3 separate regions of the Rattus norvegicus genome follow, and regions 2 and 3 are each linked to region 1. A link is a contact called in public Hi-C data. All regions are on one chromosome and are shown on one strand. Each heading gives the region's core, a stretch centred on a gene start, on an enhancer-like site or on the middle of the called end of the contact. The rest is flanking DNA. Distances are from core to core; before and after follow the strand shown.

What was found. Hi-C and Micro-C count contacts between places; a contact is called where the count stands out from the background.
Region 2: a Hi-C map of Schwann cells shows a contact between it and region 1, with 5 times the contacts expected there. The contact joins two enhancer-like sites. A contact is called at or near these places in 2 of 12 Hi-C or Micro-C datasets (Schwann cells and mammary epithelial cells).
Region 3: a contact with region 1 is called in a Hi-C map of Schwann cells, with 5 times the contacts expected there. The contact joins the promoter of Arhgap28 here to the enhancer-like site in region 1. A contact is called at or near these places in 2 of 12 Hi-C or Micro-C datasets (Schwann cells and mammary epithelial cells).

What each region holds. Positions count from the first base shown.
Region 1 is chr9:115,616,178-115,619,395 of GRCr8, reverse strand. No RefSeq gene overlaps it. Among named protein-coding and RNA genes, the nearest start is that of L3mbtl4, 120 kb to the left of the region's middle. Within about 2 kb of position 1,690, at least 6 of the 93 cell types and tissues checked have an H3K27ac peak or open chromatin away from gene starts, as enhancers often do. A contact at or near this core is called in Schwann cells, where this site is marked.
Region 2 is chr9:115,414,717-115,417,934 of GRCr8, reverse strand. All of the region lies in intron 1 of Arhgap28 (Rho GTPase activating protein 28), which reads left to right. Among named protein-coding and RNA genes, the nearest start is that of Arhgap28, 28 kb to the left of the region's middle. Within about 2 kb of position 1,629, at least 1 of the 93 cell types and tissues checked has an H3K27ac peak or open chromatin away from gene starts, as enhancers often do. A contact at or near this core is called in Schwann cells, where this site is marked.
Region 3 is chr9:115,443,172-115,446,389 of GRCr8, reverse strand. It overlaps Arhgap28 (Rho GTPase activating protein 28), which reads left to right and starts at 1,726. Exons shown (of 18, transcript NM_001191815.1): 1 at 1,726-1,841. The coding sequence starts at 1,726.

The sequences.
Region 1 (3,218 bases), core at 441-2,940:
ATCTGCAATGCAAATAGAGTTAGGACAAAGACCATCCCTGTCCACTGCTGAAGACAGGCAGGGAAGCCTTTTCAAAGGAAGTGCTTCTCTCCCTAAACAGTCGCAGGGTGCTGTCCCTTGATCTTCACTGCAGTTTTATGGCCAGAGGATGTGAAAGGTCTGAGCTAAGCCATCGCCTCTCTGGACTTCCACCTGAAGAATCCTGTGTGCATATTTACTTAGGTGAGGGGTTTGCTTTTGCTTTTGCTTTTTAATGAAAATTTCTATCTAAATTCAAAATTTCCTTCCTATTATAAATGGGCTATGTCCTCCCAAAGTTTTATGCAAAACAGACATCAACATAACCACTAGATGGCAGTGAACTGGCAGAAAAATGCAGATGCGGCAAGATGTTGACTTTGTCAAAAGAATGGAGAAGAGTGGAGTCTTTGTGGGTGCTCTATACCTGCCCCGTCCTTGGCCTTGAAGGACCATGGAAGCTACTGCTCGCCATCCAGGCCAGGGATCTATCGGATGCTGAAGGCCACATGAGCAGGAAGCAACAGGCAAGCCTCAGAATAAGCCACCTTGTGTCCGGGAATCCCACAGGCCTGACTGTGACACTTGGTTTGTATTTCTAGTTAGTTCCAGGATCTGAGGGAATGTTCTGTGCCAGACCTCAGTTTCCCTGCCATATCTGTCAAAGCGTCAAGAGCTCCTCCTCCTTTAGAGGGCACAGTGACCAGGGAATGTCTGTCAGAGGAGCCTCTTGTATGTAGAAGGGACTTCATAAACGACTTGCATAGAATTCTCCCAATTTCCCCTATTCTCAAAGGCATCCATCCCCATACACGGATCACAGTAAATAAAATAAGCAAAACACACACACACACACACACACACACATACACACACACACACACACACACACACACACACACACACAAAATCTGATCATGTTTTCCCTCCCAGTGAATAAGAATAGTTCTTGATGGTCAAAGTTTTAGGAAGATTATAATTGTGGATGTGACACCATGGGTCGTAACTGTCGGTTCTATACAATTCTGTGCTGTGCTTGTGGGTGTGAACGCACAACTGAGGGGTTGCCGGGAGGATGTAGCTCTTTGCTCTGTTTTCTTTCTATGCAATGGCTTTCACTCTCTGATTTTGCCTTCAGAACTCACACCTGGCAAAACAGCTTGAAGAAAAAAGCAGGAGAAAGAAAAGTGATGTCAGCACTCAAGCACGGGGACGCTCGATAAGGAGAGAGGCCTCTGTTAGAGCGGGCACTGGACGCTCAGAATTAGATGATGTTTAAAACTTTCCTTCCTGGTGAACGTTAATCTTCAAAGCGTGAAGGCACAATGGTGTGTTCCAGGAAAGACAATTACCGACATGACACTGAAGGGCTGTGAGCGGGAGGCTGTCCTGATGATGTCACGTTCAAGTTTCTCCTTCTTGGCAACACACTTTGTATCATTTCCCTGTGACGGACTATGAAGCCTCTCCTAAGCTGTCAACCCTCCGGGTCAGAAGCCACACTCTTTCATTGTAATCTCTTATAGCTGCACAGTACTCTCTTTGAAGATATTAGATAAACGTGGGGCTTTTAGCTTTCTGTTGGAAAAAATTCCGGCATACCAGTTAAGATATTTTCAGAGTTAGACACATCTGGGAGCTACATGGTCTCTTTCAGCAAACACTTCATTATGTATGACTCAGAGGAGGAAATCGTGCCTAAGCATTGAAGGGGCTGGAGGCAGAGCTCGCACAGGGAGTGAGGCTGAGAAGGTGGGTTTCTCCAGCGCTTTTGCACACACGAGTTTAATAAAATGTCATCTACACATAGTAGGTAAATTAAGTCAAAAGTAACTCCAGCTGTGTTGTTGAATCAGAATTAGTGCATAAGGGCTCCTTGCCCCCGGTACCATGGGAAAATGTTAGTAAGCTATCAGTCCTATTGGTGAGCAGATGCCAGTCAGTGAATGGCAAGCAACCTCTGATGCCAGATGATCAGCCAATGAATGTCAACCAATCAGATGTCAGTCAAGTGATGGAACCACAAACAAACCTTTGAGGTTCCCTTAGTGAAGTCCTGATGACCACCACCACCACCACCACCACCACCACCACCAACCAGCCCAGCTCCTCGGCAAGACAATCCTGGCTTTGGGCTGTCTCTTCTCCTTTAGTTTCTTCAGCCTAGAAACACATCTAAGTCAACATGGGCTCTCTGCTCAATGCCCTTGGATTTCCTGCCTCTCTACATTTCATTTCCCAGGAAAAGTTACTCATCCCCAGGGTCCAGCAGGCAGGGATACCACCTTGTCAAGGCCTCTCCACTGTTACAGCACATCTTCTGGGAAAGCATTTCGATAAGGGTATTTTGTGTCTCTTCCTCCGAGAACCCTGATGGGTTTGAGGGAAAGGAGACTTCTGAGTTGATCCTACTTCCTGGTCATGAAAAGTGTGTAGATATTTCACGTCACCTTGGAGTCATCAAGGTCTAGCTGACTAAAGTCTGTGGTAAGCAAGTAAAGAGAAGTAGCAAGGACTTCACTTTGTCACCTGGCCTGTCCCTTCCTAGAGTACCACACCTGTGGAGCCCCTCAGATGGGCTGGGGAACCTCTGTAAGCTGGCATGCTAGTAACCACGTATCAAGCATCTGGTGCGATTTCCGTAGTTTGACCTCCAGCAAGTATGAATCATTTCATCTGATATGTCACCGTTCTTCATGACGCCACTTAATGGGTTTCCAGATAACTATATGTATAAAAGTAAATTATTTTTTTCTTGTAACTGGTAAATCAGTACCCATCCCCAACCCCAACAGGCATTATTTGGTCATATGGAGGAGTGATTAAGGGAGGGTTGGTTTGCTAACATCGAGGGGCTGGGGAGGACTATTTTGAGGTTTTTGCTCTGTAAGCTTCTTGGAATCCTAAGGGCCATTTAACAGGAGGTCTGCAGGCTGAGGAAGAATGGCTGAATCAATGAATTCCTTGTATCTTTGGAAATGCAATAGCCTTCACTGTCTCTAAGAATCCATTTGTGCCGAGGGTTCGTATGTAAGTTCTTTTGTGTTTTCCCCATTAATTTCAAAGGAAACCATATGAATAAATGTTTTTAAATGTCTGACTGCAAAAATATAGCACAAGCTGTCACATCTGTCATCCATGTGAGTGACTAGGTTACTTTTCCAGCATGGGTTTGGCCACAGAGGAGGTTATGTATCACA
Region 2 (3,218 bases), core at 380-2,879, 200 kb after region 1:
ATATGGTTGGCTCTGGTTAAAAGTTATCCTGTGAAACTTTTCAAAAATCAGTTTTACATTTGGGAAACAGAATCCGAGACACTGAAGAAATAGATTCAAATGCTAATCTGGGACCCGGCTCCTCTCAGCCAGCTGATTATATTTTTACTTTGTCAGATTTTTTTTATCTCCTATGAGGAGATTAAAAAGTCCCCAGGAAGTGAAAGAGAAAGGAAATTGCTTTTGTTTCTGGGGCTGACTGTGGAGTTTGGGTGACCTCACTGTGAAGCGATCCAGCCTGAGATGATCTGTCTCCTGCCCAAAGGGTAACATCTAATTGAGGGCTCTGATTTGGGGTGACTCAGAGAAAAATCAGATAACGTAATTTTAAAGACTGGAACTTGACAGCTACAGAAACTGCGCAAAAATAAAATCGTTGCCACCAGAACAGAGAGAAGCAGGATGCTCTGTGTCCACTGGGTTGGGGAGAAGAAATGTCCTTCTGTTCCTGGGCAAACACAAACTGGTTCCTTAGCGGGCGCTCTGACTACTCAGGGGACTTGGAGCCCTGCCCCCGACAGCATCTTAAATCTCAAAATACAATAGCGCCGACTCTTGTAATTTTGCAAATCACAACATTTACCCTGTAATTTTCTTTTCTGATGTTAGTTTGATTTTTCTGTCCTTGAAGTTTCCTAAGGTTATGAACATAACAGCCAATTTCTAAGACAAGAAGCAAATTTTCTTATTACAAGAAGAAGCAAACTCCTTCCATTTTTGAAGTCTTGCCTACAGAGCTAAAAGAAAAAAAAAAAACAAAAAACAAAAAAACCAAACCCAGGCATCTTGAAAATCCAACTTCATAAATGAGTGTTTAATTAGAAAGGAAAGAGAGCTATATTTGGAGAACAGACCAATTTGATTATATTTAAGTATTAAACAGATTAATTTCCAGGGTGGCCATTCTTTATTATACGCCTTTCATTGACATGAGATTGTATTAAGAATTTAATTTTAGCTTGCTCTACAAATTGGCCGATGCCCATTCACCCTTGGTAGACTAATAACATTTCTGCTCAGCCGTGGTTTGGATTAATCCTCATTACTGGTCTTAGAGAAAGACCATGCGGGTAGCCAGATGGCAGCCTCTTCTTCGAGTTATAGGATCACAATGTATGGGATTGCCTCAGCAGAGCATAAGGCTACTGTGAAGTCTTCAGGGCTGCCTCTAAGCTGCTAAGGGAGACACAGCTCCCTGCCCTTGCAGATTCCACCACGGGCGTCTCACTGTTGACAGAGCACTGATGCTCAACTCCATCCATTGCTCACCAACCCCTTCTTGGTCCTATTGGTCCTGGTCTCAAGCTTGGTCCCCTCAGATTGTGCTGCCTACACTGGAGGTCATGTGTGGCTTTAGGAAAATCGAGACTGTGCAGTGTTGTAAAGATCCCAGGCTCAGCAAAAGCAGCAATTGTTCAACCCTGTGTGAGCCTCCGTATGAGGAGGATTATGGAAGGGGATTCTAGAAATAGAATCGGTTCTAGAAATTTCTCAAGGTCAGCTCTTAGACTGGAATTATGGTGTGGTGACATGACAGGATTTTCCTCCTCTCAGGGAGTGTAGACTCATAACAAAGAAGTCCCTTGTTCCTCTTAGCCCTGCAACATGGTCACAGTTTAGGAATGCAGAAGTTAAGCCTGTGAGAAATTAGGTCAGTGTCATAGGGCCAGGTGACTTAAACAAAAAAACCCACAACAACTTTATGTGCTTATAATCATTCTTTTCATTTAGTTTGGGGCTCGTTGACAATGCTTGTTTGTTTGTTATAAGGCAGGTCTTACCATGTAACTCTGACCAGCCTGGGATTTGATCCTTAGACCAGACCGGTCTCAGCCTCACAGATTGGCAGCCTCTGCCCCCTAGGTGCTGAGATTAAAGGTGTGTCCACCACGCCTACCACCAATGCAGTTAATTTTGTTATAGGCGACATCTGCAAAGGTTTCAGGTGATGTGGCACAGAGACTTTCCATCTCTCCTAACAGATCAACAGCTTTTGCTCTTACAGAGGTGCCAGTTGTCATTGCTCTGGGTGCAGACTGGGACTGGGAAGCGGAACAGAGAAATAAGGGAGCTTGTGGCATCTAGACACCCAGTCTGAAGTTGTAAGGAATCCTTGGAAGAGAATGTGAACATTTCCCATTGCCTTGTATATAATATCACAGTCATTAAAGCCTTACACATGACCAAGCACATGACCACGAGATGGAGGAGGGCCATTCTTCTTGCCTAAAAACAAACTCTGTGAAATTGGCCCTTTGGAACACGCATTGGGTCTGGGGGCTGTAGTCTATTTAGGTCTTCCGGTCTCATCAAATGCAGGACCACAGCAAGAACAGTGTTCTGTGAGGGCAGGATGGTAGCGAGTCTGTTTTGTGTTTAAATTTATGATTCATGCTTCAATGTCATGATGACCGCTTATAATTGAGCAAAATTTAAGTTTGTCCCATGGCTGACCAAGGTTTGAAGAACGTAACGTGTAACTTCAGTCTGAAGTCTAAGTCGAGACTGCTGTTTTAAAGTTGTTCTTAGTTAAGTGGATATTTTGCTTATACCCCCTCCCCCTCCCCCTCCCCCTCTCCTCTTTTTTTTTTTTTTTTTTTGTTTCAGAAAGCTTTATTTTTACTTGGTCCAAGGCTTGGGAGAGCTCCAGGGCGGTTACAGAGCTGCCTAGTAGCTTGAGAGGTTCATTCTGGTGAAGGTCCTGAGGCGGCCGGTGCAGAGCAGAGGAGGGAACCCTTTGGAAGGCTCAGAGGCCTCCTAGTCATGCTTGAGAGTGAGGCACTCAAAGAGATGCTCGCCCAGAGATGCTGGGGCACACCTATTGTAGCCCTGCCAGCCTCTGGTTGTTGGCCCAGGCGGTTGCCCATCTTCGTGATGAGCTTCACCTCCTTATCCAGGAAGTGGCTTTCCAGGAAGTCACAGAGATGAGGGCCGGTGGGGCAGAACCCAGGGCATGCAGATCCAAGAGGGCCTGGTTCAGGTTCTTCTCCAGGGCCAAGGCAGCCTCCCTAGCCTCCTGGGTTTTACCCCATACATCTTGAGATGATTTCTGCACATCCTGGAAGAGCACGGCCCCCACAATCATTCTGCAACTTGGGGAGACCCTCGGTGCCCTCGCCTTCTCCTCAGCCAATTTGGGGAAGAAGTGGCCTATGCCCTCCAAAGCCACATCATCCCCA
Region 3 (3,218 bases), core at 477-2,976, 170 kb after region 1:
ACCATGAGCAAAGGCAGATCAGGGTAGAAAAGGGTTTATTTCCCTCACAGTTCCATATAACAGTTCTTCATCGAAAGCAGTGAGGGCAGGAGCTGATGCAGAGGCCACAGAGGGGTGCTGCTTACTGGCTTGCTCACCATGGCTTCTTCAGTCTGCCTTCTTAAGAACCCAGGACCACCATCCCAGTGCCAGCACCACCCACCACGGGCTGGGCCCTCCCCCACCAATCATTCGGCCTGCCTGCAGCCTGATCTCACAGAGGCGTTTTCTTACTTGAGGCTCTCTTCCCTTCAGATGACCCGAGCTTGTGTCAAGTTGATATGTAAGTCTCCAGTACACCTTCCTTTCTGGAGTGTGTGCTACGAGAAACAAGAGGGGCTCTGGGGTATTAAAAAAAAAGGGCACCAGTCATTCCAGCATCTTGCAGCGGAGCAGAAAACACCGAGTTGCTGGAAAACAGTAATTTGATCTTGAGTTAGCCATGGGTTTTCCCCTCGAGATTTCTCCTTGGTGTTTCATTCTGAGAAGTTTCCTGGTTCTGGGCTTTGGGGGGAAAAACAGACCATGACTTAGTAGCAATCACTCAAGTGGATGCCAGAGCAAAGAAACACACAGGGCATGCATGGTCTGGGGAGTCTGCCCTCATCACAGAGCAGAATGAAATTGTTCCTGTAACAAAGCAAGAGCAATTTCTAGAAAGTGGCAGGGGGAGTGAGAGGTGGGGGAGGGAGCTTTGATGATCTCTAAGAGGTTTCACAGGGGACCCGGGGAGAGAATTTTGAAAGCAGTTCCAGCCAGAAACACAAGCAGGAGAAAGATTATATTGCACGTCCGGGTATGTTATATACATTTGTGGTGTGTGTGTGTGTGTGTGTGTGTTTATAACTTCTCCCCTAAAAAAGCCCCCCTGAAAAATACCATTCATTGAGCCCATGGCAATCAGGAGTAGTTTTCAGACAGTCTGGAAACGGTATCTGTCAGGGATCAGGACCGGGTGGAGGAAAGGGATGTTAGGAATGAGGTAAGAGTCTGGTTGTTGCAGTCTTGAGGGTATGGAAAGGAAGCTCAGTCTTGCACGTGCAGAGGGATGTCTTGGGCAGAAGGGAAATCAGATTCACCGACTAGCAAACGTCGGTGCCACCCAGTTCTTCAATTTCTGATTCGGATGTTTAAATGAGAGTGTCACATTTTCCTCTTTTCTTCCCCTGAGCACCCATTCCAGACCTAGCCTCTCTCCCTTTGCCTAAGGCATGGTTTCTGTCTCACTTCTGACTGCCAGGCAGGAAATGTTCCTAGCCATGGGATAAGCCTCCCGTTTGAAGGGGGCGAGGAGGAGGTTGAGAAGAGGAAAAGAGAAACAAAGGAAGAAAAACACAAACTTTACTAGAGCAGCTGGCTGGAGCCACAAGCGCCAGGCAGGTTTCCAGTTTCCTAAAAGCAGGGATCCGTGGGCGTGGCCCTCAGTGTATGCTAATCTGTCCACTGTACTCTGTGGGCGTGGCTCTTAGTTATGCTAATCTGTGTGCCTTGTTTTGTGGGCGTGGCCCTCAGTGTATGCTAATCTGCCGCTGTACTCTGTGGGCGTGGCCCTCGGGCGGGAGGGGCCGTCCTAGCCTCAGAGCCTTGGGGCGCCGGACGCTCGGGGCCGCTGACCCGTTCCCGGAGCTGGTCCTCGTTGGTCCGGGTCTTTGTTCTGGGTCGGCGCGGGGACATGCGCCGCTGAGGATGGAGGTGGAGGACTCGGGCGGCGTGGTGCTGACCGCCTACCACTCGCACGCGCGCTCGCAACCGCAGGGCGCGGAGCCACGCTGCGCGTCCCGGGCCGGCCATCCGCTCAGCAGGTACGGAGCGGCACCGCCGGCCGCGCGCGCGCGCGTCGGGCGGGGCGGGAAGGGGGCAGCGCTTAGGCAAGTTTTTGTGGAGTTGATAACTGAGACTGCTCTTTGTATGGTCCTGATTGGAGGTGAGAAATGGCCTGGGCGCAAGTCTGTGTGTGGCTGGCTGAGGCTAGCGGGGTACTTGTAGTCTTGAGGCAACTTTATGGAGAGTTAGACAAACATACCATTTCTGTGGCTCTCATCAGGTACTGGAGAAGTTTTAAAATATTACCCCAAACCAAACACAAACAGAATGGAAAGAAAAAAAAAGTTCTCGCAGATACTCGGATTAACTATTTGGAGCTAAAGTTTCTATCAAAAGGAAACCTCCCCTGACATAACAATTTCTCTTCTACTGTAAATACCCTCAATTGTGTAAATACAGTGATGTCATTATTTGTTGAGTGCTGGTGTCGACTGTATGCAGCCAACGCAATTCCTGTTTACTTCTTTGGGTGACCATGTGCATTTAGTAAACCGAATGTCAGTTGGAACCAAAGATGGATGGACAGAAATAATCCAAATGTGAGGTGGTTTGTTCTCTGGCATATTTAGGGGAAATTTATTTGCTATCCACTTTGACTATATGGTTTTATTTATTTATTTTGAAGCCTACACTAATGGCATCTTACGTCACTGTTATTTTCAATTACTTGTTTTTCCTCATACTCTTAACTTTATGTGATTATAATTACTGCTGTTTCCCAATTTAATTGATCTGTGACTATGTCACAGAATATGCTTTGGACGGTATCCATGATGAACCAATCACATTGGCTTAAGAACTACACTGGTCTTAGCTAACAAAGAAATTATTGTTTCTTCCAGAGAGAGCAGGTTGAGTCAAATCTCATTTTAAAACAGACAGTGAGAGATGGACCAGTTTCCTCCGGCAGCAGGAGTCATGCACATCATTTAAATGCCGCTTGAAGACACAGACTCTCCTTTGTGCTTTTGCGTGTAATTCTTTTAGAAGAAATTACCATCTTGAACCATTGTAGCTTACACTATGAGTGACTAAATAGATGGGGATTGGATGCAAACCAACACCGGTTTTCTAAATTCTTAAGTGGCTTGGGTGTAGCTGACTTCCTAGCAGCTGTTTGTGGACATCAGCCGGATAGCTGAAAGCAAATTGGAGAGAGACATTTTTTTTTATTAGCTTAGCATGTGGTCTTGTGGAATGGTAAGGCACGAGAGTAGGAGAACTGACTGTTACCGTAGCCAGCCCTTTATCATAAACCAGTTGGGTCTACGTTTGTAATGTTGCTGGCTGCCTTGCATTCCACAGGACCCTCTGTTTCTCCCTCCTCTGAGGCAAGGGCTGGGAGTATGCAGCCC